2 separate regions of the Oryctolagus cuniculus genome follow, and region 1 is linked to region 2. The links are chromatin contacts, called in public Micro-C maps. All regions are on one chromosome and are shown on one strand. Each heading gives the region's core, a stretch centred on a gene start, on an enhancer-like site or on the middle of the called end of the contact. The rest is flanking DNA. Distances are from core to core; before and after follow the strand shown.

What was found. Hi-C and Micro-C count contacts between places; a contact is called where the count stands out from the background.
Region 1: a Micro-C map of ear pinna shows a contact between it and region 2, with 4 times the contacts expected there. The contact joins the promoter of ARID1B here to the enhancer-like site in region 2. A contact is called at or near these places in 3 of 6 Hi-C or Micro-C datasets (ear pinna, skin fibroblasts and an unstated tissue).

The regions. Positions count from the first base shown.
Region 1 is chr5:10,838,780-10,844,976 of mOryCun1.1, forward strand. It overlaps ARID1B (AT-rich interaction domain 1B), which reads right to left and starts at 3,593. Exons shown (of 20, transcript XM_070073344.1): 1 at 1,130-3,593. The coding sequence starts at 2,932.
Region 2 is chr5:10,580,675-10,586,458 of mOryCun1.1, forward strand. All of the region lies in intron 4 of ARID1B (AT-rich interaction domain 1B), which reads right to left. Among named protein-coding and RNA genes, the nearest start is that of ARID1B, 260 kb to the right of the region's middle. Within about 2 kb of position 4,212, at least 6 of the 8 cell types and tissues checked have an H3K27ac peak or open chromatin away from gene starts, as enhancers often do. A contact at or near this core is called in ear pinna, where this site is marked.

The sequences.
Region 1 (6,197 bases), core at 2,343-4,842, 260 kb after region 2:
TGGCAGATTAGATGTCAACTCAGAGGCAGCTGTCTGGAGACTATTACAGCCAGTTTACCTCCACAATTCAAATTCCAAACCTTGCAAAGGAGATCAAGTCAGTCTTTAGGCTCAGCCTACCAGCAAGAAACAGCCAGCGCGCCGGACACTCCGGAACAGCGCCGGAGGACTTCGGTGACGGCAGGAGAAAGAAAACCCCAATAAACACGATCCGAAATGCCCCATTTGCACAGGCCTGCTCTCCTGCTGGATTTGCTGAGCAGCGTGTATGCCTAGCCCGCGAGCAAGAGAAGTTCAATGGGTCGGGAAACGTGTTCCTTGCACACAGCCTCGGCGCTGAAGGTGACTCCTTGCAGCCGGCCCGAAGCCCCATAATGGATTTCCCCGGCTATTCTCGGGAATGAATCGATAGATTTCAGATATTTTGCCTCCACGTCGTTGTAAATCGCGCCTTTCTATTTTTTTCTCCCCCCTCTCCCCGCCCCTGCTAGTAAACACTCAAACTCGATCCCCGCATCGAAGATCTCCGGGGGGCTCTATCCAACTAGGAAAAACCCCCTCGGCTGTCACCAGGCTAACCCGTGTTCCCCGCCTTGCCGCCCTGGAAGGACGAGGCTGAAGGTGGGAGAAAGTTCCTCATTCTTCTCCCAGCGAGGGCACACTGTGGGCGCTCCCCGGGCAGATCTGGTCAACACCCCCCCCCCATCCCCAGACCTCAGCGGCCCGGAGAGCCGATTCCGTCACAAAAGCCCCCCGCACCCAGCCCCGGGCCCCCACAGCCTCCCGCGACCGCGGGCGCTGTCTCGGAATCCCGTCACCACCCCAGCGCCTCGGGAGAGCCGGCGGGGCGAGGCTGCGGGTCCACCGGGCACCGGAGCGCCCGGCCCGGCCCGCGGCCGCGGGCGAAGCCCTGCGCGGCCCGCACGGCGCGGCCCGGACTCGGCGGGCGGACGCTCGCGCGCCCGACCTCGGCGGGAGGCGGCCGCCCGCGAAGATGGCCCTGGGCGCCGCGCCCCCGCCGCCCCCCAACCAGAAAACTGGGGAAAAGTACGCGGCAAAGAAAGAAACTCGGGCTCGCGGCGCGGCGAGGCCGCCGGGCGGAAGCAGGCCCGGCCGGCGCGGGGGTTACCTGGGATCTGCCCATGGTCGGTCCGGGGGTGCCGGGACTCATCGCCGGGTGACTCCTTTGTTGCGCGGCCGCCCAGGCCGGGCTGGCAGCGGCATACTGGGCGCCCATGTCCTTGCCCAAGCCCATGCCCGCGGCCGCCTGCTGGCCGCCCGCCGCCGCCCCCGCCGCCGCCGCCGCCTGGGACTGGGGCTGCGACGGCGGCGGCGGCGGCGCGCTGGGGCTGCTGTAGTCGGGGTAGCTGCCGCCGTAGCTCCGCATCATGGGGCTGGGCGAGGTGAGCAGCTGGTTGAGGGTCGGGGTGGCCCCCGACGGGTGCTGGTTCTGCCCGGCGAAGCGCTGGAAGCCCCCCGCCGCCGCGCCGGCGGCCGCCTTGCTGAGGCTCGCGGCCCCGCCGCCCCCGGGGCCCATCATCATGCCGCCGCCCTGCTGCCGGGGGGAGCTCAGCACCCCGTACCCCGAGGACGAGCCCCCATAGCTGCCGCCGCCGCCGCCGCCGCCTCCTGCTGCTGCTGCTGCCGCCGCCGCGGCCGCCGCCGCCACAGCTCCCGCTCCTGCTCCTGCTCCTGCTCCTGCTCCTCCTCCTCCTCCTCCTCCTCCGCTGCCTCCTCCTCCTCCTCCGCCTCCGCCGCCGCCGCCGCCGCCGCCCGCGCCGGGCCGGCTGTAGCCCGGATAATGGTTGTACTGGCTGTTGGGGTACCCTTCGTGGGAGTTCTGCAGGGGGTCCATGCTGCTGGGGGCCCCGGCGGCGGCTGAGGCGGAATGCATCATCCCCATCCCGGGGCTTTGTTGTCCGCCATGTTGATCAAAGCAAGGCCCAGCGCGGCCGCCGGGGCCGCCGCTAGCAGGGGCAGCGCTGCCATAGTAATTATTAAACTCCGAGACGGCCGCCTGGCCGCCGCCCCCGGGCACGGCGGCCGGCGACTGCTGCGCGCCCAGGGCGCCCAGGCCCGGGTGCTCGTAGCGGCCGCCCGCCGGCTCCCCCATCTTGGGCGGCGCGTCGTCCTCGTCGCCCGGCTTGCTCAGCAGCGGCTGGCCCGGGGGGTCGGCCTGGCTGCCCGCGGCACTGTCCTTGGCGCCTCCATGTTGCGGCTGCTCCATGTCGGGGCCCGGCTGAGGCGCGCCGCCGCCGCCGCCCGCGCCGCCCAGGCTGTTGTTGGAAATGGGATGTTGTTGCTGCTGCTGCTGCTGCTGCTGTTGCTGCTGCTGCTGGAACTGGTTTAGCTGCTGCTGTAGTGCGTGGTGGTGGTGGTGATGGTGGTGGTGGTGGTGGAGGTGGGCATGGTGGTCGTGGTGGTGGGCATGGTGGTGGTGGTGGTGGTGGGGCGGTGCGGCGGGGGCCTCGCCAACGGCTTTCAGTTTGTGGTTGGGGAGCAGCCCCGTCTCCATGGCCGAGCCCGGGCCCGACGAGGAGGAAGAGGAGGACGCCGCCGCCGCCGCCGCCGCGGAGGAGGAGGAGGAGGAGGACAGCGCGGCGGCGCTTCCAGCCTCCTTGAGAGCCGCCTCCGAGCCGCCGCTCTTGGCGCTGCTAGTGCTGGCGGCGGCGGCCGGGGCCGCGGCGCTCGCGTTATGGGCCATGTTCAGCTCGTGACGGGGGTGCAGGGGGTGGTGGTGCACATTATTCAGGCCGCCGCCGCCGCCGCCCCCCAGCATGGGTCCCGGTGCCGCCGGTGCCGCCGCCGCGCCGCGCGCCCCCGCCTCCAGGTCCCGGGCCCCGGGCGCCGGCCGCGGCCCGGGGGGCGCCCGCCGCTCGCCGCTGCCCGCCCGCGCCCGCGCCGCCGCCGCCGCTGCTGCCCGCGCGGCCATGATCGCCGCGGCGTGGCGAGGCCGGGCGGGCGGCGGGGGGAGACAATACCCCCACTTTTCAGGCCGCGGCCCCTCCTGCGCGCATCCACGCGGCCCGCCGGGAAGCCGCCGGCCCCCTCCCCCTCCGCAGGCCCCGCCGGAGCGCCGGGCCCGGGGCACGCCTTACGGTCTGGGCCTGCTCCCGCTGTGTGCTTTCACGGTGAAAGTTTTTAGTTCAGGTTTAAACGAAACTTTTCTCTTTTCCTCTCTAACCCGGATATGGGTAAATACACGACCGGCTGAGCCTATCGGGCCCAGCATGGCACGAGAAGGAGCCGAGCGAGCTGGAGCAACTATTATCCCACTTCTCTCTGATTGCTCCTGTGCACTCGCAAAACGCGGACTGGACTCGGCGCGGGCCGCAGCCGCCCGCCCGTGCCGGCGCAGCCTCGGGGGCCGGGGGCCGGGGGCCGGGGGCCGCGCGCAGGCCCGGGCCAAGGCCGGCTGGGCAGCCGCTCGGAGCGCGGCGGCGAGAGGCGGCCGGAGCTGCACTTTCCCCTCGTGCCTCCGTCTCCTTGCCAACCGGGCGTTCGCGTGTTTGTTTTCGCGTCTAAAAGGAACGCTCCAAAGGTGGAAAAACGAGTCTGTGGCGAGCAGACAAAAGAGGGAAGAAGGGCTGGGGCACGAAGTTGTCCGTGGGCCTCCGAGGTGACGAGGAGCCCACGGAGGAAAGAAAATATTTGGGCGATCTGCAAAAGCGCTGGCTCTCACAGGAGTTATGTAATTTTCCAGAACGTTGGCCTCCCTGCCTTGATTCCTGGCCATCGGCGTGATTCCCACAACTTCTTCCAACTGCAGAATTCAGGAAGGGCTTTCGGGGAGGGTTAGCCGCGTTCGAAGAGCACAGAGCCCTGTACACAGCAGGTACTCAATGGATGCTCACCGATGCCGGCACCTGCCCCAGAGATAATGGCTACGTGGCTGTTTTTAAGGCACCCTAGATTCCTGTGCAAGGAGTCTGTGGGGAGAGCTCGCACCCCTGTGTCCTCTCTGTCTCGGGCACACGCAGCCGAGGGTCACGCGGCACACAGCTTTCCCACGCAGATGCCACTATTTGTCCAAAGTCGAATCCCCCCCCCTCCGGTGATGTAGTAGCACCTTCCAGCGTTATTTCAGAGGGTAACGGGCACAGAGAACCCTCTTGAGAAAGTTTCTTTCCAAGTAACATGAAACAAAACTCAATAGATGTTAAATGTAATATAAATACAAGATCAATAACTATAAAACAGTCCAATCTAATGTAAAAGCAGAAATAGTACACAGTTGTGTATTGCAACAGTTTTTATTATGAGTTTACCACCTAGTATCATTATGAGTATCTTTAGTAACAGTACTTCTTAAGAAGTACTCTCCAGCTCTCCAGGGGTCACACTCCCAGAAATGAGATACACGATTTTGGTAGAGTATAGTTTTCCAAAATCATTTCATTCCTCAGCTTTCCATAGCAAGCATTTCGGCTTGTTTCGGATGCACTAGTTATGTATGCTTGACCAAGTGTAAGCATGTTACCTGACTAGAGACAGATAGCCAGACGGAGCTACTGGTGACTGGTGGGGGCGGGGAGCCAGGCGCACACCCAAGGGTCGTTATTTGGAGAAGAAACAACAAATTGCCATTCTGTCCAAACAACTGGAAAACGGGTAAGAGACAATAACAGAACTGTAAGAGGAAGTCATGCCAAATCATCAGTTTGTGCCAAGAGAACACTACATCTCTTTTAGTGGGCCTTTTGACATTTTTTTCCCTGGCTTTTCTCTATATATTCAAATACATACTAATTATACGTATTAACCACATATGTTGCATTTTAAAGTTTTCATATGCAAATATAAATGTTTTATGTATCTATATACATGTATTCTAAAATCAATCTTGTTTATGCTTCAGACATTGATAATCAAACTATATGCAAATAATCATACAGTGCTTTTATTCAGATTGATAAGCTAGATCAAAGTCAGTTCCTACAAGTTCAGCCGTACGTCCTGGCTGCTTTTCACAACTAGTCCTAAAAGGGAATCGCCAAGTTCACTTCTGGGCCTTAGAAATATTTTTTCATATCAGAAAAAAAATCACAAAACTAAAAAGAGAATTCGACATATAATCCACAATCTCTGTATATTCCGTTTGCTTCAGCAAGGCTTCAGCTGGAAGACTGGGACCAAGAGCCTGTAAAACCCAGGCCCCAGCACAATGACAGGGGCCTGCTCTAAAAGGCGACACATGCCAGTTCTTCCTCTCCAGCAGCAGATGCCACACCCTGACGCAGACAGAAGGCAGTGCAGCCTGCAAGAGAAACACAGCACAAAGCCCGCAGGACTTGGTTTTGTGTTTTCTACCACGGAGAAGGCTGAGACCTCTTTCTGAAACACCTTCATTGGAATCCTATTTCTCCAACCATAGTTTCACTTAAGCACCCAAGACTTACTACACAAAGTGGAAATTGTCAGGGGTTGGTTATAAAGAGAGGAAATAGGTTCCCATTTCACAAAAGCAAGAATTCACCCACCGATTAGCATTTCTGCTGTGTCGCTTGCCTCAGTTACCCTGGATGGCAATTCTACTTTTTTCTTCCTTTTGGATGAAATAAGATCCCGGACATCACCGTGTGCCTTTTTCCTGATGAGTTCCTTACTTTTACACCCCTTGTCTGAATTTCCAACCACAGTGACAACTTTAGTAAGTTTCCCTAAGCACCAGGAGGAGGGGGAGCCTCAGCCCCTGCCCGTGGCCTGAAGCCACCTCCCACCCACAGGGTGCTCCTAGGCCATGTTTAGCCAGAGGATTACCCATTATTTTGTTAAACATTCCTTTTTGGTTACAAAAGCGTCGGGGCTTTTTTTTAACTATATGGAAATATTAATATTCAAATTCTGCCCCTTTTGAATAAGTTGTAGGACACTGAATAAAAGGCTCTTCAGCTTGCCCACTTACAGAGGGTTGAGCCAGATGGTTGAGCCGCAGTCTGTTCTTTCCGCCTCTTCCTAGCCCATCATACTCTGTTTGCTTTCAGATCAGTCCCCTTTCACTGTTCTACTTATTTATTCCATGACTGAAACCATCACAACCCACTGCCCATCATATTTCTCAGTATTCTTTATGTAATTTGGAAGCAATTTAGAATAAAGCCCTGTCAAGGTTTTACAAATAAGAACTATTAAAGAATAAGGCTTTGGATACTTGCTTTCCTTTTAGATTTATGAGAAATGCGATGAATGGAGCTAAT
Region 2 (5,784 bases), core at 2,962-5,461:
CTGCAATGCTTGTGTAGGTTCAGCGCTACTGGAGGGTTCACACATACCCCTGGGAAAATAGGGGTTCTCCTACTCTAGGAAAACGAGGAATTTGTCTATTTCCATGATAAAAACATATGAGTGAAAGAAGAGAACTGATTTATTTTAAATATTTTTAATTTATTTTTATCTACTTGAAAAGCAGAATGAGACAAAGACACATGTACACACCAGAGCAAGAGCAAGAGAGAGACAAAGAAAAACCTTCCATCTACTGGTTCATTCCCCAAACCTCTGCAGAAACCAGGGCTGGGCCAGGACTAGAACTAGCACTCTGCTAAAGGATGCAGGCACCCCACGTGGTGGTTCAGCCCACTGTACCACAACACTGCCTGATAAAAAAGCTTTACAATTTATTTGTAAGGTGGGGAAGAAGGTACTCTTCCCACTGGTTCACTCCCCAGAAGCACTCAAAGGCCTGGGGCTGAAGCACAAGCCAGGTGTCCCTTGTGGGTGGCAGGAACCCAGTTACTAGAGTCATCATGTCTGTCTTCCGGGGTCTGTGACAGCAGGAAGCTGGAGTCAGGAGCTGAGTATGCAATCTAGGTCCTGTGCTATGGGATACGGCCATCTGTGCCTCAATAGCTAGGCTAAATACCCACCCCAGAAAACAGATTTTGTACAATTATCTGTTGCAGCCAAAATAGTACCCCCACCATGGAGAGCCTGGCAGTTCCTTCTAACTGTCATCTTGCCACCTGATGCGGCAATCTCACTTCTGGGTGCTCACCCCAGAGGAAGAAAAATGCTGCTGTGAAAACGTGGGTAAGAACCTTCATGAGAGCTTTGTTTGGAACTGTCAAAAACTGGAAACAACGAAAACCCTTCAACTGGGGATGGGGAAACAAAACTACAGAACATGTGCCCACAACGCCAGACTACCCAGAAATGAAAAAGCATTAAGTACCAATGAAGCAACGAGCACGGGTGAATCTCAAATGCAGCACCCTAGCTTCAACAGGCTGCACGCCGCAGGGTTCCACTCGTATGACATCCCAGGAAAAGGCGAACGCACAGGAAAGACGACGTCTGAGGATGGCAGCAGGGGCTCTGGGAGGAGGGACCAGCTCTAAAGGGAAGCACAAGGCGCTGCTCTCCACACATCACCGCTCTGCACTGCACGGCACAGGAAACACGGACCTCTGCCAACCACAGACAAGAATTAACGTAACGATTCCGTCACTCCTCAGCTACAAAACGCCTTTCATTTTCATTGTATAGTACACATTTTTGTTTTTTTTTTTTTTGATAAAATGTAGAATATAAATTTTTAGTTGTTAGTTTCTAGAGATTCCTCCATGATTTGAGAATTGCTACATTTTTCTTCTGGGGAAGAATGAGATTTTAAAAATATCTTGCTCAGAAATAATGATAGGTTGCTTTTGAAGTTAGAAAGGGATCATCCAATGCAATTCTCTGTTATTAATACAATTCATAAGAACTTCAAACTTAACATTGAAGACCATCAAATCAACATAAAACCACAATTGTAGCTACAGCAAAGATAACGTCCTATATAAAGTCCAGACAGGAAAATATTATGTAACCTACAGATCTGAAAAATGACACATAACTCTTGGGGACAGTATTTTTTACTTAATCCTCAGAAATTTTTAATATTTGACTTTTAAACTTCAAATCTACAAAAAACTCTTGAACAACTGGGTGAGATCGCCCCACAGCTCAGGGATTACTGGATAATTCAGGTTCCTCAGCTTGTAACATGGAGCTCTTCTCCACACAGGCAGTAGCAGGAAGCCTGAATCGCAGCGTCTGGGATGAAAAGCTGGATTTCTAATGGATGATGCATCTACTCCCAGTAGGCGCTTCCCACATTTTTATACTAGGGAGACTCATGTTTGTTCATATACATTCTTAGAGATTTTTAAGAAAAAAATGAATTTCTGAAATAAATAATGTACAATCAAATCCCGAAAGCAAGCAGGCAGTCACACGCATGCATGTCATGTTTTATCAAGGTTTTATGAGTAATCTGGTCGGTGTTCGGGATGAAACCAGCCTCGGTTCCTGAAACAGCTGAGGTGTACACCAACACCAGGGTTGCCATGGCAAGGAGGCCCAAGGTCTTCCGGAAGAGTACTCCAGGACTGCCCGCCTGCCGGCTGGGCCACAAACTCCCTTCTCGGCAGAAGCTCTGGAGTTCCGTGGCGCGACTGCACAGCAGGTAAGCCTACCCATTCCAAGTGAGCACCTAGTGCCATATTTTCTTTTTCACACGGGAGGTTTGTTATCAATCATTATGAAAAAATTCACTTAGTTCAAAAATAGGGAAACAGGAGAAAGCTGAAAGTAAAAATAACCAGAGAGATAACCAATGACCTACAAACTAGATACGGAATTGGTCAAGTTAGACAGTCGCTTTAAATCTTACTTGAATTCATTATTTCAGATGCCCTTGGATAAACCCTGGGGGAGGGCAGAGATCTCAGCCTCAGTACCAAACCAGGCAGGCAACATTCAGCCCCAGAATTTGCTATAAATGAGGCAAATGTTTACAGTAAACAGAAAATGCTCCTGTGTGCTAGTACTTACTTGGGTTAGGGTTTTAAAGTCTAAGGCAGTCCAGATAATGTCAGGATGGTGACTCCTAGCTACTGTCCAATGTCCGTGTCATTTCGGATCCATTCTCAGCACTGGGGACCACTGTAACAGTAGAATGTTCTGGGAAGTTGAGGGAGAAATGTTTCTTATTCAGTTCATATCACACTTCCCAAATTGTACCTGCGTGTGTAGAAGACTTTGTTCTGTTTCCTTTCCTAATTATATATACCCCTTCTGAGATACACATCAATTCAATATTCACAAGGTTGGGGGAAATTAAAAGCCTGTCAACCCCAGACTTACTGACGGGCACCAATTGAATCACTTTTACAGCAGATTAGCTCAAAGACTAAACAGAACCCTAGCGATAATAACCGACGAGGGCGGACCCCCAGTGATGCTTTCCTGTTTCCATTCGGAGAGGGCAGGAGAGAGCAGGGGGTGGGGCACTGTGTATCCAGGCATAGAACCCACACCTTTGTCCAAAACACCCAGGTTTGGGATTTAATGTAAACTGTAACTGGCAAAGGTCATCAGAGAGCGACAACCATCTTGGTTAGAAATGCTCCCACTGCAATTACTTTCTAAAAAATCCCTGGTGTGTGTGCACACCACAAAGAGAAACAGCCACGTGAAGACTGAGGCGAATTTACTTGCACAGTAAGTAAAGTAAAGGCATAAAGCAAACAGAAAAATACTAAGAATTCTTCTTTTAGGTCATTTCTCTTACATTTTTCAAAGCACTCGTTTCTTGGGTGTTTGTTTCTATATCAACATTGACAAACTGCATTCCTGCAACAATTCCCAGAATTCAAGATTCAGTTGATTTGAGTGTGATGGGGTAAGACGTTGAACCCACACACCCAGAGGGGCATCCAAGTTGCTTAAAAAGCCAAAGTGGAGTAGTCAGTGACCTCTACTCAGATCAAACGCTGGCCTTGGATTCGATTACTTTTATCTTTTTAAAACACTTTGTCTGAAAGGCAGGAACCTCATCCACCGGCTCGCTCTGACTTGCAACGTTGCTCGAACGTGCAGAGGGGAGCCGGGGGCAGCCGTGCCCGTCAGTCTCCAGGACGCAGGCCTCAAGGCCAAGGGCACCGTTCTCCCCCAGGCTGCTCAGGGCACGAGAACGGGGCCACACCTTACAAGCCTCGCTCCGCTCGGGTTTGGGAAAAAGCGGCGGTTTGGCTTCCCGGCCCGGGAGGGCTGAGGAGGGCGCACCTGGGCAGCCGGCGCCGCCCCGCGCCCTCCCTCCCCGGCTCCCAGCGCTCGTCTTCATTACGCAAGACGAGCTGCAACAGCCCGCGCGGCAGTGTGTGGGAGTGGCTCGGTGCTTGGGGGTGCCACGGAGACGGGCCACGGGAGCAGGGGCCACGCGCGGCCGTCCCGGGCTCGCAGGGCCCCGCCGGGCCGCCGCGTTCCGGGGAGCCCGGGCTGTGTCCGCAGAAACTTTGGGACGCGTCGAGCGCGTGCCCGGCGGCAGCGCCTCCCTCCGCGGCGGCCCCACGGTGGGCGCGCGGAGGCGCCGACCGAGGGCGCCCGGGACGCGCCGCGCGCTCGGCCGCGGGCGCCGCCTACGTGCCGGCGGGGGAGGGGCGGCGGCGGAACCCGCGCCCAGCCCGGCGGCCGAGGTGCCTGCCGGGAGCCCGCCGGCCGCGAGCTCCGAGTGGGCGGCGCCCGGCCGCGCGGCGCGCGCCCTCCCCGGCGCCCCACAGCGCCTTGCGGGCGCGCGTCCTCCGTCCCGGAGCCTGGGGGTCGCGGCGTCCCGGAAATTCTGGGTCTGTTTAATCGCGCTCACACACACACCCCTTGTACGAATTCTTGAGAATAGTTTCTTCCTGAACATGCGTTTTACCCGAACTGGATGCGGATTCTCAGGCTGTGTGAGCTGCTAAACGAAAGCAAATGAAACTGCTGCAGAGCTGGTTTAATTAAGTTTTGCAGGAAAACAAGCAGGCCTGAGGGCGGCGGCTGGGAGGGGACCCCCGCGTCCCGGGCGCCCGGTCCTCGGGAACCCGTCCGGCAGCCGCTGGGCGCGAGGCTGCGGTGGGACCGAGCCCGGCGGCGCGCGGCCCGGGTGGGGCGAAGGCCCAGGATGGGCCTGCGCTTGCAGGATCGCATTCCGCAAACAGGCAGCACCGGGTCACCCTCACCCTCAAGGTCACACGGAATTTCCCAAAGACAGCCGCAAATCCCGGCTGATTTTTCTTTTAGTAAGAAAATGAGGGAATGAAGTAAATCAGCAAAGCATTTGCAGCATAAACTCACCCCCACACTTGGCTGGATTATAACCAAGGAGAGGCAACAAAGCTTTGAGGGAAAATAGGAAAGAAAAATAATTCTGAGGAAATTAGTAACTGTTAAACCACTTTTAACTACTGAATATTTACTATTTTGAATCAATTTGAATAGGAGAAACTGCTACACTTATGTGTGATTTCTCATTCAATTCTATTTATAACATCAACAGTATCAGTAACAGACATATGAATGATGACAGACATGAGAAGACATCAAACAATCACAAATTCTCACAAAAATGTTAGCTATGACTTACTAAAAAGTGCAGGTTATTAAATTTTGTATTAAATAGCAACTTTTCTTTTTAAAAAAGTTTAAATAAAATCCCTTAAGTTCTCAACTTGTAGCAATTTAAGTATAACAAAAAATTATGCACAAGGCTTAAAAGCAAAAATAAAGGACTACCCAAATACATTTTAAGTCCACTCTTCATCAGAGGGATTTAAAACTTATTTTCATCCAATTTATCTTCCAAATATTGTAATTTTCTTAAAAACATACTTGACCAAATGGCTTTCAATTGTGTTATTTTTTCCCCGGGAGCCAGAGGGAGCACCTGCACATGTGTGTGCACAGTCCCTTCCCCCATTCAGTCCCCAGTGTTCCCCAGTGGCCTGAGTAGGGGTGTGGGCAAGAACTGGGAAAGCAGTCCAGAGTACCCCCATACAAATGCCAGGAACCCAATTACTCGACCCATCATCATTGCCTCCTAGGATCTGCACTGACAGGAAGTCGGGTCAGGAGCCAGACCTGAGAACTGAAGCCAAGCACTCCAGTGTGTGACGTGGGTGTCCTAAATGTTAGGCTAAATGCCTACTCCCTATTTCAAAGTTTTTAAAACTATGCAGATAACATTTCTGTAACAGAACATCTCTTGTT